Regions from separate parts of the Mus musculus genome. Here regions 2, 3 and 4 are each linked to region 1. Evidence: chromatin contacts called from public promoter capture Hi-C data. All regions are on one chromosome and are shown on one strand. The core of a region is the stretch at or near the end of the contact, and the rest is flanking DNA. Distances in the headings are between cores, read along the strand shown. Region 1 holds the start of Abcc3 (ATP-binding cassette, sub-family C (CFTR/MRP), member 3). Region 2 holds the start of Acsf2 (acyl-CoA synthetase family member 2). Region 3 holds the start of Chad (chondroadherin). Region 4 holds the start of Mycbpap (MYCBP associated protein).

The links. Capture Hi-C pulls out chosen DNA fragments and counts their contacts.
Region 2: a promoter capture Hi-C map of liver shows a contact between it and region 1. The contact joins the promoter of Acsf2 here to the promoter of Abcc3 in region 1. A contact is called at or near these places in 6 of 39 promoter capture datasets (the 3T3-L1 cell line, HPC-7-derived erythroid cells, embryonic stem cells and 3 more), 1 of 484 Hi-C or Micro-C datasets (liver), 4 of 115 datasets of contacts at active chromatin or transcription factors (bone marrow-derived macrophages, embryonic stem cells, memory CD8 T cells and 1 more) and 3 of 9 other capture datasets (adipose tissue, liver and pancreatic islet).
Region 3: a promoter capture Hi-C map of adipose tissue shows a contact between it and region 1. The contact joins the promoter of Chad here to the promoter of Abcc3 in region 1. A contact is called at or near these places in 4 of 39 promoter capture datasets (hippocampal neurons, liver and second pharyngeal arch cranial neural crest), 2 of 115 datasets of contacts at active chromatin or transcription factors (bone marrow-derived macrophages and pancreatic cancer cells) and 3 of 9 other capture datasets (adipose tissue, liver and pancreatic islet).
Region 4: a promoter capture Hi-C map of adipose tissue shows a contact between it and region 1. The contact joins the promoter of Mycbpap here to the promoter of Abcc3 in region 1. A contact is called at or near these places in 2 of 39 promoter capture datasets (embryonic stem cells and neural stem cells), 1 of 15 datasets of contacts at CTCF or cohesin (the NIH/3T3 cell line), 2 of 484 Hi-C or Micro-C datasets (the AML12 cell line and nephron progenitors), 8 of 115 datasets of contacts at active chromatin or transcription factors (bone marrow-derived dendritic cells, bone marrow-derived macrophages, effector CD8 T cells and 3 more) and 4 of 9 other capture datasets (adipose tissue, embryonic stem cells, liver and 1 more).

What each region holds. Positions count from the first base shown.
Region 1 is chr11:94,389,089-94,396,817 of GRCm38.p6, forward strand. It overlaps Abcc3 (ATP-binding cassette, sub-family C (CFTR/MRP), member 3), which reads right to left and starts at 3,902. Exons shown (of 31, transcript NM_001363187.1): 1 at 3,783-3,902. The coding sequence starts at 3,827.
Region 2 is chr11:94,599,116-94,606,844 of GRCm38.p6, forward strand. Acsf2 (acyl-CoA synthetase family member 2) reads right to left here and starts at 2,671. Exons shown (of 16, transcript NM_153807.2): 1 at 2,528-2,671. The coding sequence starts at 2,655.
Region 3 is chr11:94,561,421-94,569,149 of GRCm38.p6, forward strand. Chad (chondroadherin) reads left to right here and starts at 3,627. Exons shown (of 4, transcript NM_007689.5): 1 at 3,627-4,448; 2 at 6,378-6,541; 3 at 6,789-6,934; 4 at 7,160-7,707. The coding sequence starts at 3,678. The coding sequence ends at 6,930. Acsf2 (acyl-CoA synthetase family member 2) reads right to left here. Exons shown (of 16, transcript NM_153807.2): 11 at 1,391-1,498.
Region 4 is chr11:94,517,684-94,525,412 of GRCm38.p6, forward strand. Mycbpap (MYCBP associated protein) reads right to left here and starts at 3,819. Exons shown (of 19, transcript NM_170671.2): 1 at 3,717-3,819. The coding sequence starts at 3,762. Gm35650 (a long non-coding RNA gene) reads left to right here. Exons shown (of 3, transcript XR_388967.4): 2 at 116-361; 3 at 466-612.

The DNA of each region.
Region 1 (7,729 bases), core at 2,652-5,151:
GATCAAGCTTAGTTATGCAAACAGACTAAACTTTTTGAGAACCAACAGTCCAGGCCTTTCTATGCACTCCCTTCACCCCAGTGAGGTCTGTCTAACCTGTCCCAAAACAAACAGTGGTCCTCTGGGGGCATGGGGTAGCCAATCAGAACAGAGAGAATTTCCAACCTCCTCTGTCCTTGATCTCTTGCATCTGAACTCTCTCTCCAATTTTTGGATGTGCTCGTTTGTTTTGTTTTCCAGACAGGGTTTCCTCTGTGTAACTCTAGCTGGCTTGGAACCCACTCTGTAGATCAGGCTGGTCTCGAACTCACAGAGATCCATCTGCCTCTGCCTCCAGAGTGCTAGGATTAAAAGCGTGTGCTAACACTGCCAGGCTTTGTTTTTGAGATAGGATCTCATGTAATCTAGGCTGACCTCAAATTTGCTGCATAGCTAGGGGCTATCCTGTTCTGATTCTCCTGCCTCTACCTCGCAAGTATGATATCATAAGCATGTGCTACCATGTCCTGTTTGTTCTTTGAGACAGAGTCTTCCTCTGGACTACTTCTTTCGGAGCTTCTTTTCACACAAATTTAAGGTGTACTCTGAGATGTTGATAATATGCCCAAAGAGATGGGGACAGGGAGTGTGAAGGAGACATGTCATGGCACCTAGCATGTGGTGCGTGTGAACATACAGGTGTAGGTGTGTCTACAGGATCACAAGTCCCCAGATTGACACTCATAGGGGGACTGAGGCTGAAACTGTAGCAGGCATTAGCTTCCTGCTCTCCTGCTGGAGCCGAGCCTCTGTCCCAGCAGCCTGCCAACTCTTTGCTCGAAGGACCATGGCTTTAAACACATGGCAGTCTGACCTCATTCCTCGCTGTCTTCCCACCAGTCAACAGGATTAGCTGGGCCTGCCAACAGAGCTTCTTGCTTCTCAACTTAATTTCACATTCTCTATTTCATTTGATCACCATAAAAATCTTGCAAGGTAAGCAGCAGGTGGCTCATTTCCTCATCTCACAGGTGAAGAAAGGCCATCAGAAGCTAGGGAAAGTCTAAGTAAACAAGGGGCCCAGTCCCTTTTCTTCTCTGTTTGGTTTTTCCCTGGCTACTCCCAGTTACTCCTCACCACGGCTCCTAAGGTTCAAAGGTATAGCTGAATTATATATGATGCAAATGAGATGCAAAGTAGCATACAAAAAAAAAAAAAAAAGAGTAACCCAGAAAGTCAGCCTTTTGAGTAACTGAGCTGTAGCTTAGGCTTCAGCCTCCTAACCGGAGACCCTTCCACATCTTAGCTCTGCAACACCCCCCTCACTCCCCAGGGCTGAACTATGCAAAGCTTGCTGCTTTCTCACACCCCAACATGAAGCCACTGACAAGTGCAACCAGTAATGGTCTTTAGAAGCCAAGATCACCTGGAGGATCATTTCAGTCTGGGATGGGCAGAGGTGTAGTCGGTTCCCCCTCCCACCCCCGTGCCCCCCATCATTGAAGACATCGAAGCATAGAGACAACCCCCACTCCAAAGGGCCACAGTAGAGATGAGATCCAACCCACATAGCCTCAGGCACAGTACTATGTTCCAGGGCTGGGGTGCCTGAGGCTCAAAAGTGCAGCCAGACGTGGGAAGATTGGCACTATGACACGGGCCAATCTTAGTCCAGTACTCTGGAACAAAATGGTGATCTTGCCACTGCTATACCAGCCAGGTGTCACCCCAAGTCTCTACCTTGAAAGATTGGTTTAGCTAAGCCCCTGTGTTGCATATCCCTGACTTCGGACAGGTTTCTATCTCCAGCCTCTGGGGCGCAATGCCTTGGGAAGTTCTAATTACTCAAGGCTTCATTGACGACCAGGAAGGTTGCACCTGAAACTTGGCACACCCTTCCTCCTGTTTATCACCTTTTTTTTTTTTTTTTTTTTTTTGCCTAGTCACTGTGATCATTACCATGCCACAGTCACGCCTGGCAAGTCCAAGTGAGCAGAGAAGAGAAGCTCGCCCATACGCCAGTGTATTCCCTCTGGACCTCAGAGGAGAGTGGCCACTCCAGTCTAGATGATGGGGGCACTCCTCATGGTTTGAGCTAGAACCAGTTAGTGACCCAAAGGAAAAGGATAGTCTCCAAGAAGCACTTTTAATTTTTTCTTTTTGTTGTTTGTTTGGAAATGAAGTCTCATGTGTCTCAGGCTGGCCTTGGTACTTGCCCTGTAGCCAAGGATAACCTGGAATTTCTGGTTCTATTTCCAGCTCCTAAATACTGGATGACAGGCTGTGCAGCCACATTCAGCTTCTTGGCATTGCGAGGCTGGAAGCGGAGGAGAACTCAGGACCTTTCACTTCTCTCAAGTCCATGTTACACTTTGTGCCCAGCCCAGTCCGAGATACCTTAAATGACAACACTGGAGTGTGGCTCTTGACTTTCACATGCCTGTTCACACACAGACACACAGCACACGTTTGTGCAAAACAGCTCACCCGCATCCCTGCACACGCACATCTGCACACACCGGATGCATATACACAAATACTCGTCATGGAAGAAACACAGACTGGGATTCGGATTCTAGATTTGAAACCAGACAAGGGCGGGCAACCCCTGGGTAATGAGAAAGTAGCCCCGTGTCACACTCTGCCTGTGAGGCTGAGATTGTGTCCCCAGTTGCTTTGCCTGGTGGAGGAACAAGTGCTGAGGCTGCACACACTTCAGACGCTTAAGATGACTGATACAAGGATTTGAGGAGAGACACAGAAAGTTACCTTTCTGCACTGAGCTTGTGCGCGTGCGCACATACCATACCCTCACGGTACTGTGTTTTGAGCCCAGTCTCCTGCATATCAGGCAAGCGCCACGCCCCTGAGCTATAACCCCAGTACAAAAGACCTGCTTTAACTTACTTTATTTTTATCTGGTTTCGTGGAATTGGTGTTTTGGCACAATTCCTTACCTCTCTAGACCCCCATTTCCCTTATCTATCAATGGAAAGGTTTGGGCTTGGACACCTCAGTTCTCCCTCTCCTCTCCTCTCCTCTCCTCTCCTCTCCTCTCCTCTCCTCTCCTCTCCTCTCCTCTCCTCTCCTCTCCTCTCCTCTCCTCTCCTCTCCTCTCCTCTCCTCTCTCTCTCCTCTCTCTCTCTCTCCTCTCTCCTCTCTCTCTCTCATATGTCCTGGGTGTAGATAGGGTCTCCTCACAGACCTGCAGGTGGATCTTGCTCACAGAAACAGTAGCCTCCCAAAACAGGGCCTGGAAGGTCTAGCTGTACCAAGTCCTGACGGATCAGGGCTCTGGATGCCCTAGGGTATAGGCAAGGAAGATTGGATGAACAACCAAGGCACAGTTACTGGGTCGGGTCCAGTGGAGGTGGGGTCGGGTGGATTCATTCATTAGGGATGCAGGCAAAATACAAAGTGTTCTTCTATGCAAAACGCAAAAAGTCCCTGGGATCCACCAGACAGAGAGACTTACACCAACAGGCAAGCGCCTGAGCTTCCCTATTCTTGGCGCCCTGCAACTACAGATTCCAGGAGCCTCCTTTCTGCCTAGCTTCTCCCCGCGGTAGGTCAAGGCACAGCCGTGGCTATACATCCTTCTGCGCCCATTCTTCCCCCTTTGGAGCTTAGACCCTCCCAGGTCTGACTATGCACATCCGCCTTTCCAGGGCATCAGCTGCTGCTCCCGCACTCCGCACTCCGGAGGTGCGTCCTCCGGAAGGCTGTGTTGGGGCGAGAGACCAGACATCCCACGGTTGACACCTACTTCCTCCGTAGCACGGATACCAAGAGACGCTTCTTACCCAGAACTTGGAGCCCAGCTCTCCGGAGCCGCACAGGCGGTCCATGTGGCTCTGGTGCACCGCAGGACTTGGAATCTCAGTTCAGCTCAGCCCCAGCAGATCTGCCCCGGAACCGCCTCTGACTCCCTGCTCCATAGGCACTCCTCCCCGCCCCGCCCTCAGGCCCTCTGGGTCAAGTTCTCCCTGTCCCCAGCGATTGCAACACAGCCTTGGTAAAAGTGCTGGTACCTAAAGGATAATGTAAGAAAGGGACAGTAGAGTAAGGATGGGTAATTAATTGACTGTACTAGTCCCTGAGCTTATAGACCCCGAAGCTGATGGACGTGAGAATGAGTCTCACTGTAAAAGAAGTCCTTTCTAAAGGTAGGGTCATTTCTGGCTTTATATATAAATAGGAGATCATTGTCTATAGTATGTGAAGTGCTCGTGAGCCTAGTCTCTTTCTTCATACGTTACCAGAGAACTGAGACCAGCACATTTATGTGATGTGTCTATGCACATGTGTACAGCAGGGGAGTGGGGCATGAAGTTGGTCCTAGTACCAAATAGATGGGTGTATGACTTCCCTGTGGTCCCCTTAAGTTGCTGCCTTCTCAGGTTCTGTGGCTCCCGTGTCTTGCCCAGGGCACTTCTCTTCCCCACTTTTGCACTGGTGAAGTATGGATCACCATAATAGAATCCTTCACACTGAGTTTTCTGAGGATTCAACAGAAAAAACAAAACAAAACAAAACAAACTATAACCCGCATGGACTACATGTAATACCCAACCTAGGTTAATTCTAGTGAGGCCTCAGGAAAATCCCTCACTAACACCTTGACCCTTTGTTGTTGCTGTCATGGCTTTTTTTTTTTTTTTTTTTTTTTTTTTTTTTTTTTTGGCTTTTCGAGAAACCACAGGGTTTCTCTGTGTAGCCCTGGCTGCCCTGGAAATCACTTTGTAGACCAGGCTGGCCTCGAGCTCAGAAATCCACCTGCCTCTGCCTCCCAAGTGCTGGGATTAAAGGCGAGTGCCACCACACCCGGCTCACTGTTATGTTTTTTTGTTTGTTTAAGACAGAGTTTCTCTGAATAGCCTTGGCTACCCTTGAACTCACTCTGTAGACCAAGCTGGCCTCGACCTCAGAGACCTGCTTGCCTGTGCCTCCCAAGGGCTGGGATTAAAGGCGTGCACCCGTGTCTTAACGCTGAGCCTCCACATTGTCAGTCTGTAAAATGGCCTTCCCAGCTTGGCTACGCTGGGTTCCCCTCCTTCTCTCTCTTCCCTGATACGATCCCAACTCACCCACACCTCTCTGGAGTGAGCAGAAATCCTCTTGGTCTAATTTACCCCTGTCTCTATCTGCAAGCTCTTGGTGTGTGTGTGTGTGTGTGTGTGTGTGTGTGTGTGTGGTTGGCATTTGTTTCCCAGTCAGGACAGGGTATTTTTAGCCTCCTGAAGGCGTTGGAGGGACCCGGTAGGACAGTGTAGACCATCCGTTACCCCTCTGGGCAGGCACGAAGTACTGGAAGCCAGATTAGGGAGAAGCTAGTAGAGTGGGGGTGGGACAGTTAGTCACCTGTTCGATTTCTCTCCTCCCTCTGCCCCTTTCTCTCCCATCCTGTCTTCCTCCAACCTCTGTACAGAAGACTTCGTGGAGCTTCCGTAACTTGTCAGCGTGCCCTTGGTTACACTTCTGTGTGAAGACTCTGGAAGGTCCTCAAAGCAGCCAGCAGTCATGCCTACCTCCCCTCCATGCCTCAGGTAGTATCTATAGTACCCTATGTAACCGTGACAGGCTCCTCATGTCTCTGGGACCAGTTTCATGGACAAAGTGAGTTAGCAAAGGACCACGGAAGCCCCTTTCCTACCCTGTAGTCTAGGCATCTAAGATCAAAGCATCTGAACCAATCTCTGAGCCTTCCGCTAACCTTGAACATGACTTTCCCAGCACCCCTCCATGGCATTTTACTACTGGGCTTTCTCTTGGAGTCGGGCCATGGATAAAACCCACCAGTGTGATTCTGAGCTTGAGGAGACTAAGGGACCTTCCTCTGGAATCCTTTAGGAAGATGAGCCTCCCCCAACCCCAGTTAACCCTTCTCATTCCCTGAGACCTTCCAGCTCAAGGTCAGCGTGAAGTTCTTTTGTTAGGCCTCCAATTTGAGAGCAGGAATCTGGGTGCAGCACTGGAGCAAAGCACCCTCTTCCATGACATCAGCCTTTCCATCCTTTCTGCCTTCTCTGGTCTCTCCAAAGTCATGATGCACTCCTTGGTGATCCTTGCCTTCCCCTCCCTCTGGAAATGTTGGGGTGCACTCCTACTGGCCTCTTATGGAATGTGGTCTCTCTTTTTTCCCCCCATGTTCCTTGAAGAACAAGCATAGTGTGTTAGCGTTGGTCTCGAGTGTTGTGTGTTCAGGTGCTGAGTTCTGTACCACAAGATCAAGTTACAGTTCAGAGATAGGCATTGTAATGACCGGTATGCTGTAAAGAATGCTCCCCAATGATCTCTGATTGGCTAATAAAAAGCTGGAGCCTGTGACTGGCAGAGGAGGTAGAAAGGTGGAACTCACAATCGAGGGAAGGGTCTCAGGAAGGGACCATGGCGGAGGAAGAAAGAAGAGGGAGAAGGAAGTCGAGTGAGGCAGGATGGACCATGAGCATGTGGTCAAGAGAAGTTTGCCCTGAGTACAGACAACTATAGCAGAAGGAGGCCAGGTAGGACAAATTGGCAAGTGACTTGGGGCACATGACTGGGAAATAGCAATATAGCATAGAGGGTTAAAATATACAACTATCTGCCCAGCTCTAGTTCCAGCAGCTTGTTAATAAAATCATCAGTTCTCTGTGTTATTTACTTGGGAGCTAAACGGGCTAAGTGAGCATAGAAATGCCCTGCATATATCTGAGAACAAAAGGAGATGTAGAATACCCCCCCTCCGTAAAATGACTACTATAGTAGTGTTTGCAGGACATTGCTGTTTTGATTGCTTGTCTCACCCAAGCAAGAAAGCTCAGGCCTTGAGACCTCCCACAGTTTACCAGGGCCTCAGAGCTCCATCTGGTACAGGTACCAAGGGCCCTCTTCTGTATGCAGCTTCCATACATGGCTACTCCAGGTAGCTCCCTGGACTGAATGTACTTCCCGGACCCTCGGCTATTGCACCCCTGCCCCTAGCTCACCTCCCAAGCAGACCCTTTCCTAACTCTGCTGACCACTGCACTTGCCAAACTCTGTTTATCCTTCAAGATCTCTGTCAGTATTGAGCATGGTAGTGCATAAGTGGAATCTCAGCATTTGGGAGATGGAGGTAACAGATCACAAGTTCAAGGCCAGCCTCAGCTACCCAGTGAGTGTGAGACTAGTCTAAGCTATATGAGAACCTGTCTAAATCAACAAGAAGTCTCTTCCCTATATCACAACTACTGCCTCCCCAATGGTCTGTGAACATTGAGTACAGGGAATAAATCTTTTTTTATTGTAGTATTCTTTATCACCCAAGACAGTGCTTGGCTGAGTCCTCAGGGAGTGTTTGTCGATTGACTAACCAGTTACTCTCATGAAAGAAGAAAGACCCATTCCTGGTTCATTCCTTCAGTTCCAATGGTTCTGTGGAAAAGGTGGTAAAGGCAGGAGGCAAATGAGCAAGGCCACTGGATTTGGAACTCAGTAGAATTTGTCAGGTTGTTCTCTTTTGGTAGCAGCTCAGAGTCTGACTTTAGCACCTACACTGGGATCAAGAGAGGTCCTAGAGGAGAAAACACAGATGTGGAGCCTGGGCTCTGATTAATGGGGGGAGGGGTCTGACTATTTGGGGAGGAGGAGCTTCCAGCTATTGGTTGGATTCTTGAGGGAGTTCATATAAAGCCATTCATTTTTTGTAAAATCTCTTGCTTCTTAACATGTTTTTCTGCAGTTTTGGTGAGGGGAATTGAGAGGAATAATGTACCATTTTTAAAGCTAA
Region 2 (7,729 bases), core at 1,421-3,920, 210 kb after region 1:
GAAAGCCAGCCAGGAAGGATGCAAATATGAGAGGAATGGAAAGAAGTTGGGCCAGATACTCAGAAAATATTTCTCTCCTTCTCTCTCTCTCTCTTGATAAATAGGTCTCTTCTGGACATAGTTTCTCTGAGGCCTGACACTGAAGCCCTCAGAGATCACAGGCCTGAGGGCAGTAAGTGACCTGCTTTGTTTACACAGAAAAATGCCAAAGATCACAAATGTTGGGGTTAGGGTAGTGGCTCAATCAGTAAAGCGACTGCGGTACAGTCAGAAGGAACTGAGTTCGGATCCCCAACTTTCTTTTCTTTTTCTTTTCTTTCTTTCTTTCTTTTCTTTTCTTTTTTTTTTTTTTTTTTTTTTTTCGAGACAGGATTTCTCTGTGTAGTCCTGGCTGTCCTGGAACTCACTTTGTAGACCAGGCTGGCCTCGAACTCAGAAATCTGCCTGCCTCTGCCTCCCGAGTGCTGGGATTAAAGGCATGCGCCACCACACCCAGCTGGATCCCCAACTTTCACACAAAAGCTTGGCACCATGGCTCAGCCACCTGTAACTTCTCAGTGCTAGGGGCTGGGGGACAGAGAAGAAAAAATCCCTAGAACTCACTGGCTAGCCATCCTAGCAGAATCAATGGGTCCCAGGCTCAGTACCCTACCTCAAAATGGTAAGGTAGAGAGAGATAAAGGAAAACACATTTATCAGTTGCCTTCACCTGCACTTAAAACACAAGTGAGGGCTGGAGAGATGGCTCAGCGGTTAAGAGCACCGACAGCTCTGCCAGAGGTCCTGAGTTCAAATCCCAGCAACCATATGGTGGCTCACAACCACCTATAATGGGATCCGATGCACTCTTTTGGTGTGTGTCTGAAGACAGCTGCAGTGTACTCATATTAAAAAACAAACAGCCGGGCGTGGTGGCGCACGCCTTTAATCCCAGCACTTGGGAGGCAGAGGAAGGTGGATTTCTGAGTTCAAGGCCAGCCTGGTCTACAGAGTGAGTTCCAGGACAGCCAGGGCTACACAGAGAAACTCTGTCTCGAAAAAACCTCCCCCAAAAGAAAGAAAGAAAAGAAAGAAAGAAGGAAAGAAAGAAAGAAAGGAAGGAAGGAAGGAAGGAAGGAAGGAAGGAAGGAAGGAAAAACAAAAACAAAAATCACATGTGCATGGAGCCATGAGCCCCTAGGTCTCCTCAGGAAAGAAGGCAGAGGGATGTTAAAGCACTTCACAGGAGCTGAACATGTACTAACATCAGTGTTAGAGTGCTAATTCACATACATACATACATACACACACACACACACACACACACACACACACACACACACACACACCAGTTTGTTTCTTAATTCTCAGAAGGCACTTAGCTCTCAGAACCTGAGAGTTCCAGCCAAAAAGACATCTTCCAACTTGTCCGTCCAACTTCTTCTCAGGGGGGCTGTCTTTTGATTGGGTGCACAGGGTTTATCTGTTTAGCCCCAACTGTCCTGGAATTTACTTCATAGGCCAAGCTGGCCTTGAACTCAGAAACCCTGGCTCTGCCTTAAAGGTACACACCACTACTCTCATCGGCCTTAGTAGTGTCTTTTAAACTTAGTAGTGTTTTCTGAGACATATTCCTCTTTCTGCCGTGCCTCCACTATTCCTTTCCAAGACCACAGCCTGCACAATAATACGGACAACAGGCTTAGTAGTTTGCCCTTCCGTGCGGTAGAGCAGGATAGGCGATGTGCATACCTACTGGACGCAGAGGATACCACCATTCACCTTGTTGCACAGCCAACTCTCCCAGCTTGGCCTTTCCCCAGCAAGCTCCTGCAGTCCCCTCCGTGTCTGGTCATATTAGATTTATTCAGCCAACTCTCTCCTGCCAACCCCTTTCCCAGATCTTGCACTGAAGACAGATGAAAAAATGGGCCCAGAAGTGGTAATGACTGAAAGGAGGAAGGAAGCCGGGCAGTGGTGGTACAGGTCTTTAGTCTCTGCACTCAGAAGGCAGAGTCAGGCAGATCTCTGTGATTTCAAGGCTAGCCTGGTGTACAGAGCGAGTTTCAGGACAACCACAGCTACAGAGAGAACCCTGCTCCAAAAAGTAGAGGAGGTGGTGGAGGAAAAGAAGGAAGGAAAAGAAAACAAAGGAAGGAAAGATCTGTTATACTCAGTGCCCTGTGGACCCCCAAACGGTCCCCACATTTTTCACGGGAGTTAATACAGCTGAGAGAATGCCCTAGCAGTATTCAGCTCTATTCCTCGGGTGTACTGTTAAAAAGCCTCCACTCCTGGCTCTGTGTACCACATGGGACGCATACAGAATTCTGAACTAGAATTTGAACTCAGCCTGGGACTCCTGTGGCTATGAGCAGCAGCCCCAGATCCCGGGCAGGCCTGGCTTTTCCCTTTGCCTAGGTGGTAGGGTAGTGTGTGTGAGGGCTACCCAGAGTGGGGTCAGCCCCTGCCAAGCACTGCAGAACTCCCAAGTTCCCTTCTCGGGACTGCCCAGCCCCCTCTCTTTTCGGAATGCTGCTCGGGGTACCTGAGAGCGCGGACACTCTGCAACTTCGAGTTCGGCCGAGGGCGAGAGAGCAGCGTCCGGGGGCCCCGCGCCCCCAGGCTCGCGATACACAGCCTCCCGAAGCGCAGCATCCCGTGATAGACAGCCATGGCTCGCTTCCGCCGCGGGTCCGGGCCGGGAGTAAACTTTGAAAGTGAACGAGGCGAGGGTAATTAAGAAGCGGACGGGGAGGCGGGAGGGTCGCTCTGCCTATGGGGTGAGGAGGACTGGGTCCCCGCGGGGCGGGGCGGGGCGGGGCGAGGAGAGGCCGGGAAGTGGCGACTCGGTCCTGGCCACCTTTGCGTGGGAACTGCAGCCCTTCAAGCCCGCCCTCGAAGTCCCGCCCTTGTCCCCCCTCCCCCTCCCGGGGCTCCCAAGACCGGCTCTGCAGCACAATACAGGGCCTTCCTGCAATCATCACTCTAACTTTGGAGGGCCTAAGAGTTTCATAAACGGGAAAACAATCAACAGTCTATATAGAGCCAGATGACAATGCCTGGACTGGTTGGTCCCACGTGCCCAGTAGGGCTTGGGTCACGTGGGGACTTCCTGGGTGCTGAGCTACAGGCCAAAGGAATCTGCCCCGAGTGCCCCTGAGGCCTGCCAACTGGAGCAGAGGGCCTCTGGGGAGAGGAAAGGTAGTTGGGACCTACCGCTCTGATGGGTAAACCCCTCTGTATTCGGAGACCTCCGGGGACCAAGGTGCTAGTCTGGCCAGAGGCTAAGAGTCAGCTTTACTTCGACCTTGCATCCTCCCCACGACTCTGAGAAGAGTACCAGGTAGACAAGATTAGGTGGCATCAGGGACGCGTCTGTTGTATCCTACCTTCCCTCTTTCTGCTCTAGCCTGAAGCCTTAAACACAATTTCCTCAGCTGCTCCCCTAGGCTCCAAAGGACCCTGACTTTGTGACTCAACCCTCTAGCTGTGCCCTTAGGAATGTATTCTAACGTCATCCAAGGAGGATGGGTGACAAGATCTACAAGAGGTGAGTGCTCAGGCTGTGCGCTGGGTGTCCAAAGATGAGTACACTAGTCCTCCACTTTCTAGCTCCTCGTTGTCCTGAACGATCTGGGAAAGAAGAGAAGAAAGGCCCCCGGCCGGGTGGCTTCCCTTCTCCTGACTTGGAATGAAGAAAGCCAGGCAGAGGAACAGTTGGCGGAGGGTGGAGGTTAGCCTGGTGAACCTTTGCCTTGATCTGGTTCAGCTGGGGTCATGACTAATACAGCTACTCCTTCTCTGATCTCCAGAGTGACCAGATATCTCTCTCTTTCTCTCCCTCTCCCTCTCCCTCTGACAGCTTTTTGGAAAGAATCTGTGTTCCGTTGGAGAACAAGTCAAGAGGAGAGACTTTGAAAAGCTGGGCTTGAAACGGCATGATGCCCTCCAAATCAAATGTATACAGTGGTTTCAGACAGCCAGGCCCAGGGAGTGAAGGGTGCTGACTGGTATCCCAAGTTCAGGAGCCAAGCCCTGCCTTGAAGGCTTGGTGGATGACCCTGGACAAATCGTTGATTCCTTCTAGATAAATAATTGTCCTGGCAAAGTGAAGGGTACATTCTGGTCCCCGGGACCCTTTCTCTTCCTGACTAGTCTCTGAGTGAGTCTTGGGGGGAAGGGAAGATAAGCCATTCTGCCTGTCCTATGGGCTAGCCTGGGGAAGCCTTTATCGCCTTCCCCTTGTTTCTCTGACTCAGAAATGGACTCATAGACCTGCATGATTCCAGCCAGGGCAATAAAGGTAGGAGAATCAGGAACTCAAAGTCATCTTCAGCTACACAGGGAGTCTGTGGCCACCCTAGGGAGAAAAAAAAGAGACAGACAGACAGACAGACAGACAGAGAAAGGGGCTCTAATGTCAACATGAAGTAGCTTTTTTTTTTTTTTTTTTTGAGACAGGGTCTCATATAGCTCAGGCTGACCTCATCTGTATAAATCTTAGCATGACCTTGAACTTTGATCCTCCTGCCTCCTTTTGTCTTCTGGAATTACAGACTTGCACCACTGTGGCCAATCTTATGTGATTTGTTCGTGCACACCATACGTGCACACAATGGAGATCAGAAGACAACTTGTTGAAGTTGGTCTCTCCTTACACTGTGTGAGTCCAGGGATTGAACTCAGGTCATTACGCTTGGCAGGAAGCACCCTTACCCACCGAACCATCTCCTGGGCTCCTACTGTTGCTATTTTTTGGAGACAAGGTATCATGAAGCCCAGGCTGGCTTCAAACTTACTAAGTAACTGATGTTGGTCTTGAACTCCTGATCCTCCTGCCTCCTGCTCCAAAGTGCTGAGATTATAAATCTGTCAACATGTTCTCCTGTGTCCAAAAAATCTAATCACAGTGAAACAAGTATAATGCCTCTAGCCATAGAAATTGTCTTAGCTGAAATGATAAAGGGGGTGGTGGAGGAGAAGGAAGAAGGTAGAGGCCAATAGTCTTATAAATTTTGTGTTGCAGGCCTGATGATAGATAGATATATAATACCAGCTACTTTAGAGAGATTGAAGCAGGAAGATTAAAAGGTCAAGGCCTGCTTGGGCAATTAGAAAGATGCTGTCTCAAAATAAAAGGTAAGCTGGCATGGCAGCACACACCCACCTTTAGTTGACAGGCAGATCTCTGAGTTCAAGGCAAGCCTGGTCTACATAGAGAAACCCGGTACTGAAAAAAAAAAAAGTGGGGCTGGAGAGATAGCTCAGTGGTTAAGAGCACTGACTGCTCTTAAGGTCCTGAGTTCAAATCCCAGCAACCACATGGTGGCTCACAACCATCAGTACAGCTACAGTGTACTCAAATACATAAAATAAATCTTTTTTAAACTAAAAATTATAGAGAACTTGTCTAGCATGTTGAGAGCCCTGTGTTTAATGCCCAGCACCATATACACACACACAACAACAATGATAATAACAAAAAACAAGAGCGAAAAGATAACAATAAGTAAAATATAATAAACTAAGGTGTCAGCTGCACCTACAGGCAGAATCCCCAGCCACTTCCAAGCCAACCTGGAGTACATACTGAGACTTTGTTTCAGTAAATAAATAAGGCTGGGTGTGGCACATATCTTTCACAAAGGCAGGCAGATCTCTGTGAGTTCCAGGCCAACATGATCTACATAGTGAGTCTCAGGCCAGCAAGGGCTACACAATGAGACCCTGTCTCTACATGAATAATAAATAAATAAATAAATAAATAAATAGATAGATAGATAGATAAATAAATAAATAGAGAGATATCCTATCTTCAGGTAATAATGCATAAAGGAAAGAATATGGATTTAGATTTTGGTTTGATTTGGGTTTTTTTTTGTTTGTTTGTTTTTTTGTTTTTTTGACACAGGGTTTCTCTGGGTAGCCCTAGCTATCCTGGAACTAGATTTATAAACCAGGCTGGCTTTGAACTCACAGAGAGCCTCCTGCCTCTGCCTTCCAAGTGTTGGGATTAAAGGCAAGTGCCACCACCACACAGCTAGAATGTTCAAAAACAAAAACAAAAAAACCCCCACAACCCCCAATGAAGCTATCGTTCGAGGGTGTTGCAGGGTGCAGCCTTCTGAGTAAAAGCCACCATCTTCATCAGATCAGCAGTGCCTGCTGACACGAGACTGTTGACTCTGGAGTTTCTCAAAGGAATGGGTGGGGAGAGTCATAAGATTGTCGCTTAGATTCTAGCCACTCCTCCGTTTATATGGAATTTTACCCTAATTGCAGGGCATGTGCCTGAGGTACTAGACTGTGTAGGTCTGGGAAAGGTTAGCTGGTGGGAACTCTGTCCAAGTTGAGTGGAGACTTCCCAGTCTGGTAACTTGGAGGGGGGTGTCACTCACGCTCCCATAAGCAACCCCTCGTCCATGCCTATAAGACAGTTCAATACACTTATTCGTCCTCCAATGCAGACTTGGAAGGAATCCAATCCAAGAAGGATTGGAACCTTAAAAGGAGAAGATAGGCATTTATACTTCTCTAGGGACAAACCTATTTGCAACAAAAGACCCATTAAAAATATAATTAAAAAAATTAAACACGTGCCGGGCGTGGTGGCGCACGCCTTTAATCCTAGCACTCGGGAGGCAGAGGCAGGCGGATTTCTGAGTTTGAGGCCAGCCTGGTCTACAAAGTGAGTTCCAGGACAGCCAGGGCTGTACAGAGAAACACTGTCTTGGAAAAACCAAAAAAACAACAACAACAAAAAACACTCAAAAGTAAAGAGAGAAGATAAAACTAAGGTAATTAAAATAGTTCAAAGGGGCAGAGTATGGAGTCTCATGCCTTTAATCCCAGCACTAGGAAGGTAAATCTCTGTGAGTTCAAGGTCAGCCTGGTCTACAAAGAATCTAGGACAGCCGGGGCTGGTTACACTGAGAAATCCTGTCTTGGGGGGAAAAATCAAGAAAGGAAGAGGCAGGCAGATTTCTATGAGTTTGAGTCCAGGCTGATCTACATAGCAAGTTTTGAGACAGGGTTCTCTGTGTAGACTTAGCCAGCCTGAAAGTTGGCCATATCACAAATAAAATTTCTGATGAAGTCAGCAAGATAGCTCTGAACATAAAAGACACTTCCTAGACAAAAGCCTGGTGTTAGACCAGGGACCATCCAGGAAACCACAGGAAAAAGTAAGATGCAGACCAGGCAGTGGCGGCGCACACCTTTAATCCTAGCACTGGGGAGGCAGAGGCAGGCAGATCTACAGCCTGGTCTACTGAGTGAGTTCCAGGACAACAAGGGCTACACAGAGAAACCCTGTTTTCAAAAATCAAAGGAGGTGTGGGGGCTTGGGGGAGAGAGTAGGATGTAGTAACATATATCAGCAACCACAGCACTCCTAAGGCAAGGGAGGAGATGAAGACAGGAGACTCTCCCAGAAGCTCAGCCAGCTAACCCGGAGTGTGGATCCTAGCGCCAGAACAGGACTTCCCACCAGTTAACCTTCCCCTGAGCTATGCAGTCTAGTACCTCAGGCACATGCCTGCAGTTAGGGCAATGAGGAGCTCAACAAAGTGGAGGGTGAGAACCGACTCCTGGAAAAGGTCCTCGGACTACCACATGAGTGCATGGATATGCTCACATACAAATCAAATCGCATACACAATAAAGAGAAATTAAAAAAAATCAAGTCATTCAGATGAAGCCAAGAATAGTGGCTCAGACCTGTAATCCTAACACCAAGCTTCTTCAC
Region 3 (7,729 bases), core at 2,377-4,876, 170 kb after region 1:
TCCAGCTCTCTTGCCTTGGGGATAGGGTCCTTGGAGATAGGGGTGGGGTGGGGGTGGGGGTGTGGGGGTGGGAACAGGGGGCTTTTCTTTCTCCTTCACCCTCTCAGAAATGAAGCTGCTGGCTCTACTCATGGCAGTCCAGGGAAAGGAAAGAGAGGCTTGAATAGATCCACTGCCATGAAGAGACCCACACTGGGCCTGAACCACGGGGAGGGTATGTCTCTATGGAGGGGTGCCACATGCCTTTTAAATTCCTGCCCTGGCTGTGTTTTTACACAGGATACTGAGGACAGGGTTGGGTAGTGAGCAGCCTTAAAGGAGGCCTGCTGGAGTGTTGTGCCAGATGCTGAATTATAAACCATGCAGAGGGCTGGAGAGGTGGCTCAGCGGTTAAGAGCACTGACTGCTCTTCTGAAGGTCCTGAGTTCAAATCCCAGCAACCACATGGTGGCTCACAACCATCCAAAATGAGATCTGATGCCCTCTTCTGGTGTGTCTGAAGACAGCTACAGTGTACTTACATATAATAAATAAATAAATAAATAAATAAATCTTTAAAAAAAAAAAAACCATGTAGAAGGGAAGGCCACTGTCTCCCCTCTTTTCCCACAAGGCAACAAAGAAGCTGAAGATGACCGCAGCGTCACGTGATCAGAACAGGGAGAACCCAAAATCCTAGCAGGCCAAGAGCCATGGCCAATGTGCCGAGGGAAGGTGGGTCTGGGTACTTCCATGTCTGCCCTTGAGGGATGGGAAGAAGGCTGTCTCTCTGACAAACCTCAGGGTACATCCCAAAGAGGGTGGCTGAGATGCTGTGGAGAACCAGTGCATGGGCATCCTCTAAGTTGCCCCAGAGAGGCACAGAAACTAAGTAAGATCTGAATAAAGCTACACGGTTGGAGCCAGAGAGGAGTCACAGCTAGGAGTCTGAGACTGAGGAGTATTCTGGGGCCTTTGAAGTGTAAGGGACCTTCAAGGGATATACACCTTGGGAAAAGAAGAATCCATGCTCAGACCAAAGAAGAATGAGAGGCAGGGGCAGCTACATAAGAGGAAAAAATTCCCTGTGTTCTGGCTCCTTTTTGAGACTGGCCTAGCTGCCCAAGACAGACAGTGGGCTTGGCAAAAACACACCTCAGACAGGAAGGGTGGCTGAGGAGAGGTTCGGCTGGCTGCTGCTCAGGGCTGCTGTCCCAGCTCCCCACCCCACCCCACCCCCCACCCCCGGCCAGCTCTCCCTGCTTCAGCCCACAGAGCCGGGCCAGGTCCAGCAAGCCCCCAGCACTGGGGCCTTCTGTATTTGAGTGAGCTGTTTAGATGTCTGATGGAAAGTCCTAACTGTCCTCACGCGGTGGGAGGTGGGCTCTGAGGGCATCCGTCGGGGGCTCACCTCCGTGTGAGGCATAATTCTGCCCACACTACCAGCCTTCTGCTCCAGGGTGTCCTCGGGAAAGTTCATGAAGGTCACGGGACTGTTCTCTGTGGTTCCATAAACAACCTAGAGGGGCCAAAAAAGACGGCTTGAAGGGAAGTGAGGGACAGAGGAGGGCTGGGGTGACCTACCCTAGGTAGCTGAACAGTAAGGACTGAGGTAAGCGAGGGGACAAGAGCCAGAGGTCAGAAGCCAGAAGTGCAGCTCTCTGCAGGGCCCCTGGTCTGAAACCAAATTGAGACTAGAAGCCAGTCCTCTCATGGCCAAGGTTCCGACACTGCCCTGTGATGCCTGTGGCTTCTGGCATCACTGATACCCATGGCTGCTCTCTCCATCTCCAGGTTGCTTTGGTCCTTCCGTCTTGATTTCAGGCCACAACAGCCTCCCTCTCTCTCTTCTTAGCCAAAGGCCTCATAAACTTGATGAGAAAGGCAGCCTGGCTTGGGATTGAGCTGGGAGTGGTACAGACACACAGACACCACTCCCCTCCAACCTGGGACAAGTGCCTGGCCTTAGGGTGGGTGCCCTACAAGCTCTGGAGATGATACTGTGTGTTTATTTTCATTAAAACAAAAATATAGCCAGAGCATGAATTTAAAAGGCCTGTGGCATGCATGTGCGCGCGCACACACACACACACACACACACACACACACCTACCCCTGCAACCTCCAGTGGTTAGAACATCCTGTGCATCAGGAAAACTAGCAGCCAGCCTAAATACCATCAGAGAACATTCTAGGCCAAGAATGACCCCCACACACCCCATTCTAGCGACAAGGAATAAGAAGGGCTTATGGGAAGTGCAGGCTTGGAGTCCAAATCCTACATCTATGTATTGAGTGTCATGAGAAGGTCTAGATACCTTGTCCTCTACCAGCTCTCTGTTGGTGGCCTCCATGCCCGCACACCATCAGGTGGTGTGGTTCTGGCGTAGTTGTGGTCTCCTCCACCACCTCCCAAAAACAGAAGCCATCTCTGGCCAAGCAACCCAGAGCTCACCCTGGGCCAAAGCTGTAACCTGCCTGCTCACCCTCCCTTCTCCACAGGACTCCAGACACTGTGGCTGGCAAGTGAACAGAAGCCTGGTCCACCAGGGCGGGGCTGCCCACAACCTAGCATCTGGCTAGCCAGGGTTGGTTGCCTGTAGCCAACACCCCACTTCCCACCAGCTCACACAGTCCTGGGGTCATTGCCCAGCTATGGCCTCTGCCAAGTACACATTGGCGCCACTAGGCTGCCACTCTGAGACCCCCCTTAGGGGTGGGTCCTAACCACCGGTGAGGGGAGGATCCGGAGATGAGGATATTTGGGGGAGATTAAGAAGGAGACTGTGCAACCATGCTTGTTCAGCGGCCTGTGGTCTCCAGGTGTGTTGCCAGTCAGTCCTGTGGTTCACTCCCCACACACACCAGTTCCCACATTTCTGTGTGGCCTTCAGCCCTAGAAAGGGGAATGAGGGTACAAAGGACAGGGAACAGGAAGCCCAGAGCTAAGAGAGGGGTCGTGAATAAGCCCACAATCCGGAGCTCTTACGGGCCTGGTGCCACTGGGCTCCGAGAAGGGGCAGAGCCAAACGCACGGCTGTCAGCTAGCCTCTGCAACCAGCTCCCCCACCTCCTTGGGATAAACTGAGGAACCCAGAAGCGGGAGCCCAACCCACAGCAGCTCTCACGCTCCGCCTGCGCCGCACAACAGTCCCATTAAAGCGCCGCCGGCTGGCCGACCGCGGTGAGACGCATCCGGCTGTCGGGCCCCACTTCCTCCCTCCCGGAGTCCAGGGTGACCTGTCTGCCAAGGGTGTATGGGGGAGGGAGACGTAGAGAACTCAAACTTGAGCAAATAAATAAGTTCTGGGAACACTTCCCTCTGCCCAGTGGAAATTCAGAGGCCCCTCGACACACCTATCACCGTCCACCCCACCTCGGGGTGTTGGTCCAGATAGAGGAGGGTAGGGGAAGGTGCAGCATAATGTTTGCAAACAGGAACCAAGGGGTTGGGGTTCAGGGGAAGGGCCCTCAGCCCTACACACGGTCTCCTGCTGTGAAAAGAGGCCCCCAGCCATCGAGGATGGGGACGCATCTCTGGGCGGGAAGGGGTTAAATCAGTGGCTTCGGTGCTCCACGTAGTAGCTGGCTCCGCTGCCAACTGCGGTCAAGGCTGCCCTATAAATGGGCCGGGAGACCCGAGAGTCGAGGACTTGTCGCTGCCTTAGCCCCCAGCCCAGGCTCAAGGCGTTCCAACCATGGCCCGCGCGCTCTTATTCAGTCTGGTCTTTCTTGCCATCCTCCTGCCTGCGCTAGCCGCCTGCCCCCAAAACTGCCACTGCCATGGAGATCTGCAGCATGTCATCTGCGACAAGGTGGGGCTGCAGAAGATCCCCAAGGTATCAGAGACAACCAAACTGCTCAATCTCCAGCGCAACAACTTCCCGGTGCTGGCTGCCAACTCGTTTCGGACCATGCCGAACCTGGTCTCCCTGCACCTGCAACACTGCAACATCCGCGAGGTGGCGGCTGGTGCCTTCCGAGGCCTGAAGCAGCTTATCTACCTGTACCTGTCCCACAACGACATCCGGGTATTGCGAGCTGGAGCCTTCGACGACCTGACTGAACTCACTTACCTCTATCTAGACCACAACAAAGTGTCGGAACTGCCCCGGGGGTTGCTCTCTCCTCTGGTCAACCTCTTCATCTTGCAACTCAACAACAACAAAATCCGAGAGCTGCGTGCTGGAGCTTTCCAGGGGGCCAAGGACCTGCGCTGGCTCTACCTGTCAGAAAATGCCCTCAGTTCCCTGCAGCCTGGTTCCCTGGATGATGTGGAGAACCTAGCCAAGTTCCACCTGGACAAGAACCAGCTGTCTAGCTACCCCTCAGCCGCCCTGAGCAAACTTCGGGTGGTGGAGGAGCTGAAGCTGTCTCACAACCCTCTGAAGAGCATCCCAGACAATGCCTTCCAGTCCTTCGGTAGATATCTGGAGACCCTCTGGCTGGATAACACCAACCTGGAGAAGGTAAGTGCCCCAGCTGCAGTTCTCCCGGCTCTTTCTAGGATGCCACCCCAGGACCACATCGGGACAGCATTCCCTCCTCCTGGACTCCTTGTCACTCAGATTATCCTCCAAAGCAAGGGGCCTTTGCCACTTCTCTCTGCATTGACACACACCCCTCCCCATCCTTCTCACCCTTACCTGGTCCCGAGGCTTCTCAGCAGGGCTCTCTTGGGACTCCTTGTAAGAGATGGAACTGTTCTGGTCCCACAAATGGCCTCTGGGGAGGCATCTGCCCCAGACCCCACGGTTAACAGCAGACACCTCTTCCTGTTGGACTTTCCACCCCTCTCTTACCAGTCTCCTGCAAGCCTACCATTTCATAAAGGAAGGTTTGTCTACTGAGGCACCTTCCAGAAGCTGAGAGAACACAAAGAGTGCCTGTTCCCAGTGGGTGCTGGCCTGTGTTGCTAAGGTAAAGTGAGAGGCCAGAGGATGAATTGGGGAGCAGGTACCTTAAGGAGAACTCTCCCACACCCTCGTCCCATTCCCTCCGTGGGTCGAAACACACTCAATTTTATTGCAACCTCGGGTCGATTTCAAATAAGGACGGGAAACCAAGACACGGAGACCTGACTTGGCTTCACCGAGTTGCTGGCTTGGTGCTCTTGCAGCCCGTGAATAAACACATGCAATCCCTGGCACACGCCCCCCCAAGTGTCTCCTCAGAGCACAGACTGACTGTCTCACTGTCCAGCAGACAGTTTGTTGACTTTTGCTTTCCCCAGTCACCAGATCCCAGACTCCTCAATTCTTCCTCCCTTGGGATGCTCAGGCTAGCCTGGTCGGGGCTGTCTAGGAGCAAAGTCCTTTTCAGGGAATCACCCTGGTACACAACACAGTTTCAGCCAGAAGGTTCGGGCAGAGACCAGAGCGAGGTAGAGTAGTTTTGTTTGTAGAGAACGTCACAGCCCAATCTGGTCTGTGAGAGGTCACAGATACGGAGCTGAGGACAGAAGGCCAACCTTATCTAGGTAGATGGAGCCTTCTGGGTGGATCTTCTTTAGCCTGGCCTCACCCCAGCTAAATGTAGACCACCCTAGTGACAAAACAGTGGCCAGTAGAACAGCATACGAAGGCTGATTTAGAATGAGGAGGCCAAAGCCGGGCGTGGTAGCGCACGCCTTCAATCCCAGTACCTGGGAGGCAAAGGCAGGCGAATTTCTAAGTTCGAGGCCAGCCTGGTCTACAGAGTGAGTTCCAGGACAGCCAGGACTACACAGAGAAACCCTGTCTCACAAAAACCAAAAAGAAAAAAGAAAAAAAAAAAGAATGAGGAGGCCAGAGAGAAACTGGCACCAAGGCTCAGAGGAGGGCACCAATACATTTCCTCTGGAGCCATCCATCCTGGCCAAAGTGCCCACAGAGAGCTCCACAAATAGCATCTAGCAGAAGGCAGAGCAATGAGGACACCACTGGGGGAAATCCTGGGACCAGGGGGCTGTGGGGAGCCTGGGCTCACTGCCCATCCCACCAAACCCTGACCAGGTTCACCGTGTGCCCGCCCCAGGCACACTGCCCATCCCACCAAACACTGACCAGGTTCACCGTGTGCCCGCCCGGGCACTCAAAGCCAAGCTCTGCCTGCTCCCCAGACCCAGTGTTTGTGCAGGGAGGGTGCTGCCTAGGAGGTGGGGGACAGGGTGTGGTCCTGCAGCTACTGTTTACTAGCTAGGTGACCCTGTCCAAAGGACTGAACCTTTTCCGTTTACACATTGGGAAGGACCCCTTCCCTCTCTCTCTCTCTCTCAAAAAAAGGTGTTGTGGAGGATGACATCATTGTGGCTCCTCAACAGGCCAGGGCGTGTGTCCAGGGAAAGACAACCCTGGTCCTCTGAGAAGGGAGCCAGGAGACTGAGTTGAGGTGCTCACTCTGCCTCCCTCACCTCACAGTTCTCAGATGCTGCCTTCTCGGGTGTGACCACACTGAAACACGTCCATCTGGACAACAACCGCCTGAACCAACTGCCTTCCTCCTTCCCCTTTGACAACCTGGAGACCCTCACTCTCACCAACAACCCATGGAAATGCACCTGCCAGCTCCGTGGCCTTCGGCGGTGAGAATATTCCTCCATATAACCCCCAGACTGCCGTCCACATGACAGACGGTCCTAGAGTAGGACAGCCTGGACATCCTAGTCAGCTACCTAGCATGTCGGGTACTGAGTGGTTCCCTTCTCTCATTTGTCAAATGAAGATGACAACTCCAGATATTTCTATGGCCATAGTCCATCCCGGTCACTGTCCCTTTCCCAAGCCTTCCCACCCAGCTTTTCCAAGCCCAGCAACTCTTTGTCTCTGTAGGTGGTTGGAAGCCAAGGCTTCTCGACCGGATGCTACCTGCTCCTCGCCAGCCAAGTTCAAGGGTCAGCGGATTCGTGACACAGATGCCCTTCGCAGCTGCAAATCCCCGACCAAGAGGTCCAAGAAAGCTGGCCGCCATTAAACAGGTGGGGGCTGGGTAGGGAGGCCACCACGGTCTACCTTTGGAAATTCCAGATGGGGTGCTGCTATATCCCATGACACCACCTCCGGAGGAGCAATCAGTTCCCTGTCTTACAAGAAAAGGAGGGAGGACAGGATAACCTCTCCCATGGCTTGGCCTAGGACGTCCATGGGTCCCTTTAATGACTCTGGGTGACTGGAATCCTAATACCCATCTTCTCTCACTATAGGTCCTGATCCAGCCAGTCCTGGCGACTGCCTTCCGCTGGAGAGACTACTGACGTTCCCTCCCATTATCCACACCTTCTCCTACAGCCTCTGCGGATGCACAGCGCTGCCCCGCCCCCGCCCCCACCTAGGTACATCCTGGCAGGGGCACTGGGCTCTCTATCACCATCCCAGCTCCACCCAGTGGGGTCCTAGGAAAGACACAGAATCCCTCCCCAGCCACTGTGTCTGGGCTCTGCCATGGCTCCTTTGAGAGAAGCTATTGTAGAACCTCCTACCCTCTGTCCATCGGAGCTAAAGCGCAGTGGTCATTGGGATGACCACGTTATTACCACCTTCCTCGGTTCCCTCTGTCCCTGCCATTTGGAAACAAACATCAGGCCCCTGACCCACCCTGATTGCCAGAAAGAATTTCAGGCCCATGCCCCAACTCTGCCAGTTCCTGCCTGCCAGGACATGCTACCAGGATACCAGTAGCGCTTGGCTGCATATCCTTCCTGTTTGCGCTCCAGATTTCTATAAACATAAATGTATGTGTGTTCAACATTCACCTCCTCTCACCTATCCCTATA
Region 4 (7,729 bases), core at 2,569-5,068, 130 kb after region 1:
GAAGAAAGAAAAGAGAAGAGAGAAAGAAGGAAGGAAGGGAGGGAGAGAATATTTATGCTTTCCAGGACATTTGTTTCTTCTGCCTATCAACTTGGTTGGTCTACATCTTCCCTAGGGACTACTAAACAGCTCCAATGTGCTTCCTACTGATGGGTATAGAATCACTGGAAGAAACATATAAATACAAGCATTCAACACTGCTGAAGATTCCTGGGGCCAAAGCTCCCACCACGCTCAGGGAGCAACCCAGACCCTGATTGATTAGTTGAGACTACAGGAGCCCTGGATAGCTCTGCCCTCAAGTTTGAACTACCTTGAGCACATCACAATAAATGCTGTCACGCTTCACAGTCGGGGGATGGTATGTATTTGATTAGCTAGACCAACACATGTGCTTCTAAAGTGAGGTCTGTCCTCAAGACTATCCACCAAGTTCCTTCTTTTGTTGTTTTGCTTTCTTTTCAGACAAGGCCTCCTTCTAGCCCAGACTGCCTTGGAACTCATGGCAAGTCTCCTGCCTCAGCTTTCTCAGCTTTTCAGTTCTCTGGTTTTTCAAGTGTAAGCTACTAATGCCCGGCTCACCAAGCACCTTCTACCATGTTGTAAAAGACAGAGGAGATAGTATGAAAGGTTGCAATATGGTTCTTCTCAAAGCAAACACAAACACACAGAGGTAATGTTAATACCATCCGAAAATCACGCTTAATAGGTCAGATGGGACGTTCAAAGAACCACCATGCCAATCAACAGAGTTGAAGACCCAAAAGAAAGTTCTCAGGATAGCGGCGCAGTGACAGCTTCCCTGCCTGGAGGAGCTGGAAGGAGACAAATGCTTTGCAGAGGTGGATCTGCAGACAGTGGTGTTGCGGGTAAGGCTGTGGCATGAGCAAGGCTGAATGTGGCAGGTGTGTATATATGTGTGTATATGTATATATATATGTATATATATATATATATATATATATATATATAAACTATATATATATACATATATATAAATATATACATATAAAAATGATTTCATTTTCAAACAGTAAAAAGCATGTATATATATATATACATATATATGTATATATACATATATAGTTATATGTATATAATATATATATATATTAAGTTTATGCCAGAGATGATAATTCACTGAGTACCATATATATGTATAATCTTCATAATGGATATGAAATGAAGTCTAGATCAGGCACATGACCCCTAGTACAGGAGAGTGGAGTGTTCAGAGTGGCATTTCAGAATGACCAATCCAGTGACTGAGATAGACAGACTGGAGGCAGACCAGTCAGGAAGGGCCAGTCCTCAGGTGGAGGGAAGCTCCAGTGTCCTGGAGGACCACACAGGCTAAAGGAGGGCCACACTGAACCTGAGGCCCATGTGCTTTGTTCTGGAAACGCAAGCTGAACAGGGTTGTTGGTGAACATTTCTCTGTCCTGACAGCTGAGGGGGTCAGACACAGCCCCTTTGAATGGGACAGTCAGGTGATACTTCTGTTGGAGCTTAGGCAAGAGTTGTTGTTAAGGGGTCAGGAAGAGGGGGAGTAACAGACAGGGTAGAGATGGGATCTGGTTTTTTTCCTACTTCTTACACAAATGTTCCTCAGCTGAAAATCTTTGAGAAACCGACTTCAGGGTTGAGCTGGGGGAACCAAGGCAGGAAGAGCAGAGCTGTCCTTGGAGTCTTGGGGTCCAGGGGCATCTGATTTACTGGTTGCTTAGCAACAAGGCCAAGGAGAGCCACAGGACTCAGTGGGGAGTTCAGGCCGCTTAAACAGGTTCCTAGACATGTTTAATCAATGTTGCCTTTCTAAAGCTCACAGATCAGAGACTCAGAGACACACAGCACAAGGCTAAAAGATCATGCTTGTGGGCTGGACATGTGACACTGGGGAGGCAGGCACGCTACCTCCCAAAAGTTCAAGGGACCTTGCATGTTAAACATTTTAATTTTTTTTCCCTCCTCACTCTGGTGTATGCTTTTAACTCAAAGCCTATTTAACAAACGGAATCCTTGCCTTATTAAAAACAAACACTCGGTGGAAAAAAATCCTTCCTTGATCTGTTTACAGCAGAAAGTTCAAATCTGATTAAGATCGCCCTGAAAGTAGGTGAGCACGAGGCAATGGCCAGGAGAGCCCTTGGCTGCCCTTGGGAAAGGAAACTGATTTCTCTCTCTCTTCTCTCTCTCTCTCTCTCTCTCTCTCTCTCTCTCTCTCTCTCTCTCAACTACTAAAAGTATGTCATGAAACAGCACCAGCTTTTTATACTATGAAGAGACATAAAAGAAAGACAAATCAAAAAAAACCAAACCAAAACAAAACAAAACAAAAAAACCCACTAGAATCTTGTTAGTTCTCTGAGCCTCCCAAGGGGATTCTACTGACTCTAGGCCTGCCCTCTCCTCACTGTGTGCTGTACCAGCGCTAGGAGGCTGGGTCCCCTCAGGGCCTGCAAGGTCACACACCAAGACTTTCTGACTTTGCTTGGGAAGCCCTTTCATGGTCTGGCCCCTGCCTAGCTGCACTGAGTTCTCTGGATCCTATGCTCTTTGATCCATGAATTCGCACTGCTCTCTGAGCCCAGGAAAGCAAGCCCTTCCTTTTTTTTTTTTTTTTTTCTTTTTTAAGTTATCTTTTTCTTTAATGCCATCTACTGCAGAAAACCCTTCCCTCTAAGTCTACCAACTGAGGCCTAGTTCAGAAGCTCTCTCTGAGCACCCATAACTTCCATAGGTGTCCATATTTGGTTTGCTAAGTTTGTTGCTATTCCTCCTGGTCTTGATTGTGTTTCTTGAGGGTTGGAATCACAATCCCAGTGTCAACCAGTGTCTGCACAGGACAGACCTCCATAAATAAAAAACAGAGCAAGGGATACCTCAGTAGCAGAATGCTTGCTTAGCATACACAGGGACCCTGGGTTCCATCCCCAGCTGGAAATTTTCAAAAAGGGGAGTGGTTGCCAATGGAAACAATCACGGTAGTTCACGTTAAACTAGATATCTGTCACAAGGCTAGAAAGGCCAAGTGGTAAGACATAAATAGCACTCTGAAACCAATGGAGTTAAGAGTTTTGGGTGTTATTTTTACTTGTGGATTCCCCCCCCCCCCAAGACTCTTAGGTGGCCCCTGCTTCAATTCCCAAGAACCTCATCAGGTGCTCCCTGGTTCTTGGGCATCTCATCCCAGGAGTCTGCCACCTGTACCACCCTAATATATGATTTGAGTTGGAGCTCTCTTACTCCTCCTGTCCCAAGGCTTGTCCCCTGCCACTGACCCCGGAAGCTCTCTCTTAGTACCTCACTTGCCATGTTACCTCCACCAAACATCAGGACCCTGTGCCTCCCTTCTGAGATTTCTGCCCATGTTTTGTACTCCAAGGCTACAGTGACCCTCCCTGGTATCTGTTGCGTCCTAATCCCTTCCCAAGCATCCCTGTATGTTTTGTTTTGTTTTTTCCTGAGCACCCAAGGCCTCCAGGGCCAACCTTTGACGCTCTCTGCGTTCTCCAGGATCTTGCTGGTTGGCATTTTGAGACGGGATTCCTTCTTGATGGCCTTCATGGTGCCGTCCGGGGTTACCTGCCTTGGCCCTGTGCTCCCCGCCCCTAAGATGACTGCGCAGCGCGGCAGCCCCCGCCGCGATCCCGCCCTCAAGCGGCCGCCGTAGCGTCCATAGCAACCAGCGCCACGCGCAGGGGGCGCGCACCCACCGAGCAACTTGAGCGGGGACTGCCTTTCAGTAATCTTCTTCATCATGACGCGCTCCTGCACCGCAAGCGGCTCCTTAGGCTTGTTCGCAGACCCCGAGAATGCCCCGGTCAGACTCTTGACGTCACAGGAGGCGCTAAAGAGCGCCAAGGCGTCATCGACTGGGCCTGACAAAGGGTTGCTGTAGGAACTGGCCGAAGCTGAGTGACTGGAATGGGGACAGTAGCAACCTCGGCCGCCATAGGATCTCCCACCTAGACTCCCCAGATGTTTCTGCTCTGGGTCACCGCTTGCTGACCAGTCTTCAGGCTTCCGGCACGCTCATCTCACACCAGGCTGACCATGCATTGACTACTTTTCCTAGTTTAAGTGCCCCAGACTCCGCCTCCACCGGCCTGTCATCTGCCCTGCCCACTAATCAGCCATCACTTCCTAGGCCAGTCAGACTTTTACCAGATTTGGGGTCTTTGCATAGACATGCTGCCTTTGGTTCTCGTGAAGATGTACTTTCCCGTTACCTCACATTTCTAAGTGTATCCACGTCATTCCTTCCTTCCTTTATTCATTTTTACCCAGAGCTCTAAAGCATTCAGAAATTATCAGGTTTGTTTCTGAGGTTGGATCCCTCTCCAGGACTACTACAAACTCCTCTCGACCTCGCTCCCTGTGACTGGACACATGCTCCAAGGGCAGCCTCCCTTCTCAGTCACACTCACAGCATCTCTGGTTCAGTTCACTTCAGGGACACTTGGGGCGGCATTTAGGACACTCCAGGGAGATGCTCTGTCACCTGTGTCCTCCAAGGGACAGGTTATGAAAATGAGGTATGGGGGGTTAGGGAGTGCGCGTTGGAGCTACTGTTTCTTTGAGAAATGTGGTGTGCATGAATGACAGACTGAGTTGTGGAGAAGGAAAGAGCTTCTAGCAGCAAAACGGCAGGCTACGTGACAACCTCCCCGAGGAGGGCTCATGGTTTTTGTTTTTCTCCTTTTCTTTTTAAAGATATTTCTTTTAACCCATGTTATCCTCAGACTTTACTACTACAGCTAAGGCAGGGGTTAATCCAGATCCTTCTATCTAACTCCCAACAGTGAGCCTACAGATGTGCTGCATCTCCAAGCATGGGTAAATGAAACTTTGTTTGGTTCTGTTTTCCAACACTGGAAATTGAACTCAGGGCCTTGTACACACTAGGCAAGTGTTCTGTCATTGAGCTAGTCCCTAGCTGGTATGGTTTGTCAAGGGAAGGTATGTAGGTACCAGGCAGGTAGTCACTTCAATTGTGCAATGCTTAAAAACAAAAATAGCCCTTCCGGAATGTGGTGGGTTCTACATCTTATCTCTTGCTCAGGGTGGTGAGAGCAGTAGACTAGTGTGGATCTAAAGAAGACCTCCCACTTGGGAGATAAAGGCAAGAGGATTAGAAGTTCAAGGTCATCCGGTGCTACACAGAGGATTTTAGACCAGTGTGGGCTATATAAAACCATGTCAAGAAAAAAGAAAAAAAAAGAGCAAAAGAGGAAAAGGAAAGGAGGCAAAAACAACCCGTGTCTGAGTTGGTTAAAGTGACTGGTATACGGATTTTGCTGTGGTTAGCATTTCTGGCAAACACTCTTCCGTGTGTGTCTTTTTCTCATAACTTGGGACTAGGGAGTGTTCTAGAAGGGAGGATTTGTGCATTCCTAACTATCTTCATTGTGCATTAATCTGTAAGAAACAGAGCGGGCAGGAACCAACAGAAATTTCTGAGAATGGGTCTCAGTGTTGAGGGCTCATACACATTTTCTGTAAAGCTAATGAGGGATGAAAGGGGAGGGTATCAAAACATCACGTGTACCCTATAAACATAAGCAATCATTACTTGTCAGTTAAAAGACTGCCCATGCATGTCTGGAATAACACTGGCGAGGGAGAGGCAAGAGAGTAGTGAGTTTGAGGCCACCCTAGGCTATATAGTGAGTTCCAGGGCACCCTAGCTAACACAGTGTGACCCTATCTATCTCAAAAAGAATGAAATAACTTTTAAAAAAATATGAACGTGTTAGCTAAGAGCACCTCAAATTCGTACAGATCTAACAGTCTAGGCCAACCCAGAATGTCTTCTGGATAAAGAATAGTCCTCAGACGCAGTTGACCGAGTACCCTCCAAAGGGAGATGGGGCCATTCACTCCCAAGGAACACACCATTACTTAGGAGCCCTGTGCAAAATGGGGAAAGGTAAGACATGCCTCCTCCTGCTCTCAAGATGCTTGGGAGTCCTCAAGAGAAAATCAAACATTCTTGTTACTCCAATCTTCACCCAGCTCCCAGAAGGCCTTTTAAGTTTGTGGAGTTACATGGCTCATGGGTAGCCCAGCTGGGGCAGTTCAGTGGGATCAAAGGGCAAGGGGAGGCAGGGTGCATGGTCAGGCAGGTAGGCAACCTGGCGGCTCACCCACCAGCCCAAGTGACCGCCCTTTGTTATGGGTCTCCCTGCCTCTGCCTCAGGAAAGCGTTGGACCAGACCAGGGCTTCTTAACTTTTTGAGAACCTGGTCAAAGTTAAAACTCTTCCCATTGGAAATGTACATTTGACTTTCTTTAATGTGACCGAACAGGGGTGATGATACAATTTGCCATTTTAACCTGCACAGCTTGGCAGCATTTAGTGACCATCACTGCATCTGGTTCTAAAATATTTTTCACTCTTCAGAAGAAAGTTTGTACCTACCACTCATTCTCTTCTCTTCCAGGCCCTAGCAACTACAGACTGGCCATATGGTTGGCCTATTCTGGATATTGTGTATAAGCCACAGGCTGTTTGCTCTTGTTTTGATTAACACACGGTTCCTCCATTTTCATGTCTGAACAATGTTCAATTGAATACCACATTTTGATTATGCACTCATCTGCATATTCATTTATTTAAACAGTTTTTAAGTCTGTTAGGTTCTAAACTTGCTTTGTAAACTATCTCTTCTTTTCTTTTCTTTTCTTTTCTTTTCTTCTCTTTTTAAATTCTTCTCTCATACCATACATCCCAACTGTATAGCTTCCCCACCCTCCATTCCTCCCAGTTCCCCCTACCTCCCCTTAACATCAGATCAACTTCTCCCCAGAAAGAGCAAGCCTCCCAGGGGCATCAATCAAACACAGCACAACAAGACACAATAATATCAGGCACAAACCCTCACAGCAAGGCTAGATGAAGGGGTCCCAAGAGCAAGCAAAGGAGTCAGAGATACTCCCACTATCCAGAGTCCTCCCACAAATATTAAAATTATAAAAAAAATGCCCAATCCAACAAACATAACATCGATGCAGAGGACCTAGCACAGACCCACGCAGGCTCCATGATAGCTGCTCCAGTCTTTGTGAGGCTTAGATGATTCTGAGAACCATGCTCTCCCGGTGGCCTCAACTCCCCACAATTCCTCCTCTCCCTCTTTCCCAGGGGAGAGACCTGATGGAAGAGGCTGATGGAGACTGGGCTCTCTCTCCACTTAACATTTGCCTTCAGGATTGTCAGCTTCCAGAGGAAGCCGCTCTGATGACAGACGGGGCTAAGTACCTATCCATGAGTGTAGCAGAACAGCATTAGGAATCGTTTCCTTGTTTGTCTGTCTGTCTGTCTGTCTGTCTGTCTGTCTGTTTTTAACTCATTCATCTTCACGTTTATTTTTAAGGTTTGGTTTGGTTTGGTTTTTCAAGACAGCGTTTCACTGTGTAGCCCTGGTGTCCTGGAACTCACTCTGTAGACCAGGCTGGCCTCAAACTCAAAAATCCACCTGCCTCTGCCCCCTGAGTGCTGGGACCAAAGGTATCCATTAACACTGTCCAGCATTATTTTTAACATTTTATCATATCTGTTTATTTATTCATTCATATGGTTTTTCTTTTTAATTAATTAATTAATTAATTTGTTTATTTATTTATTTATTTATTTATTTATTATATGTAAGTACACTGTAGCTGTCTTCAGACACTCCAGAAGAGGGTGTCAGATCTCGTTACAGATGGTTGTGAGCCACCATGT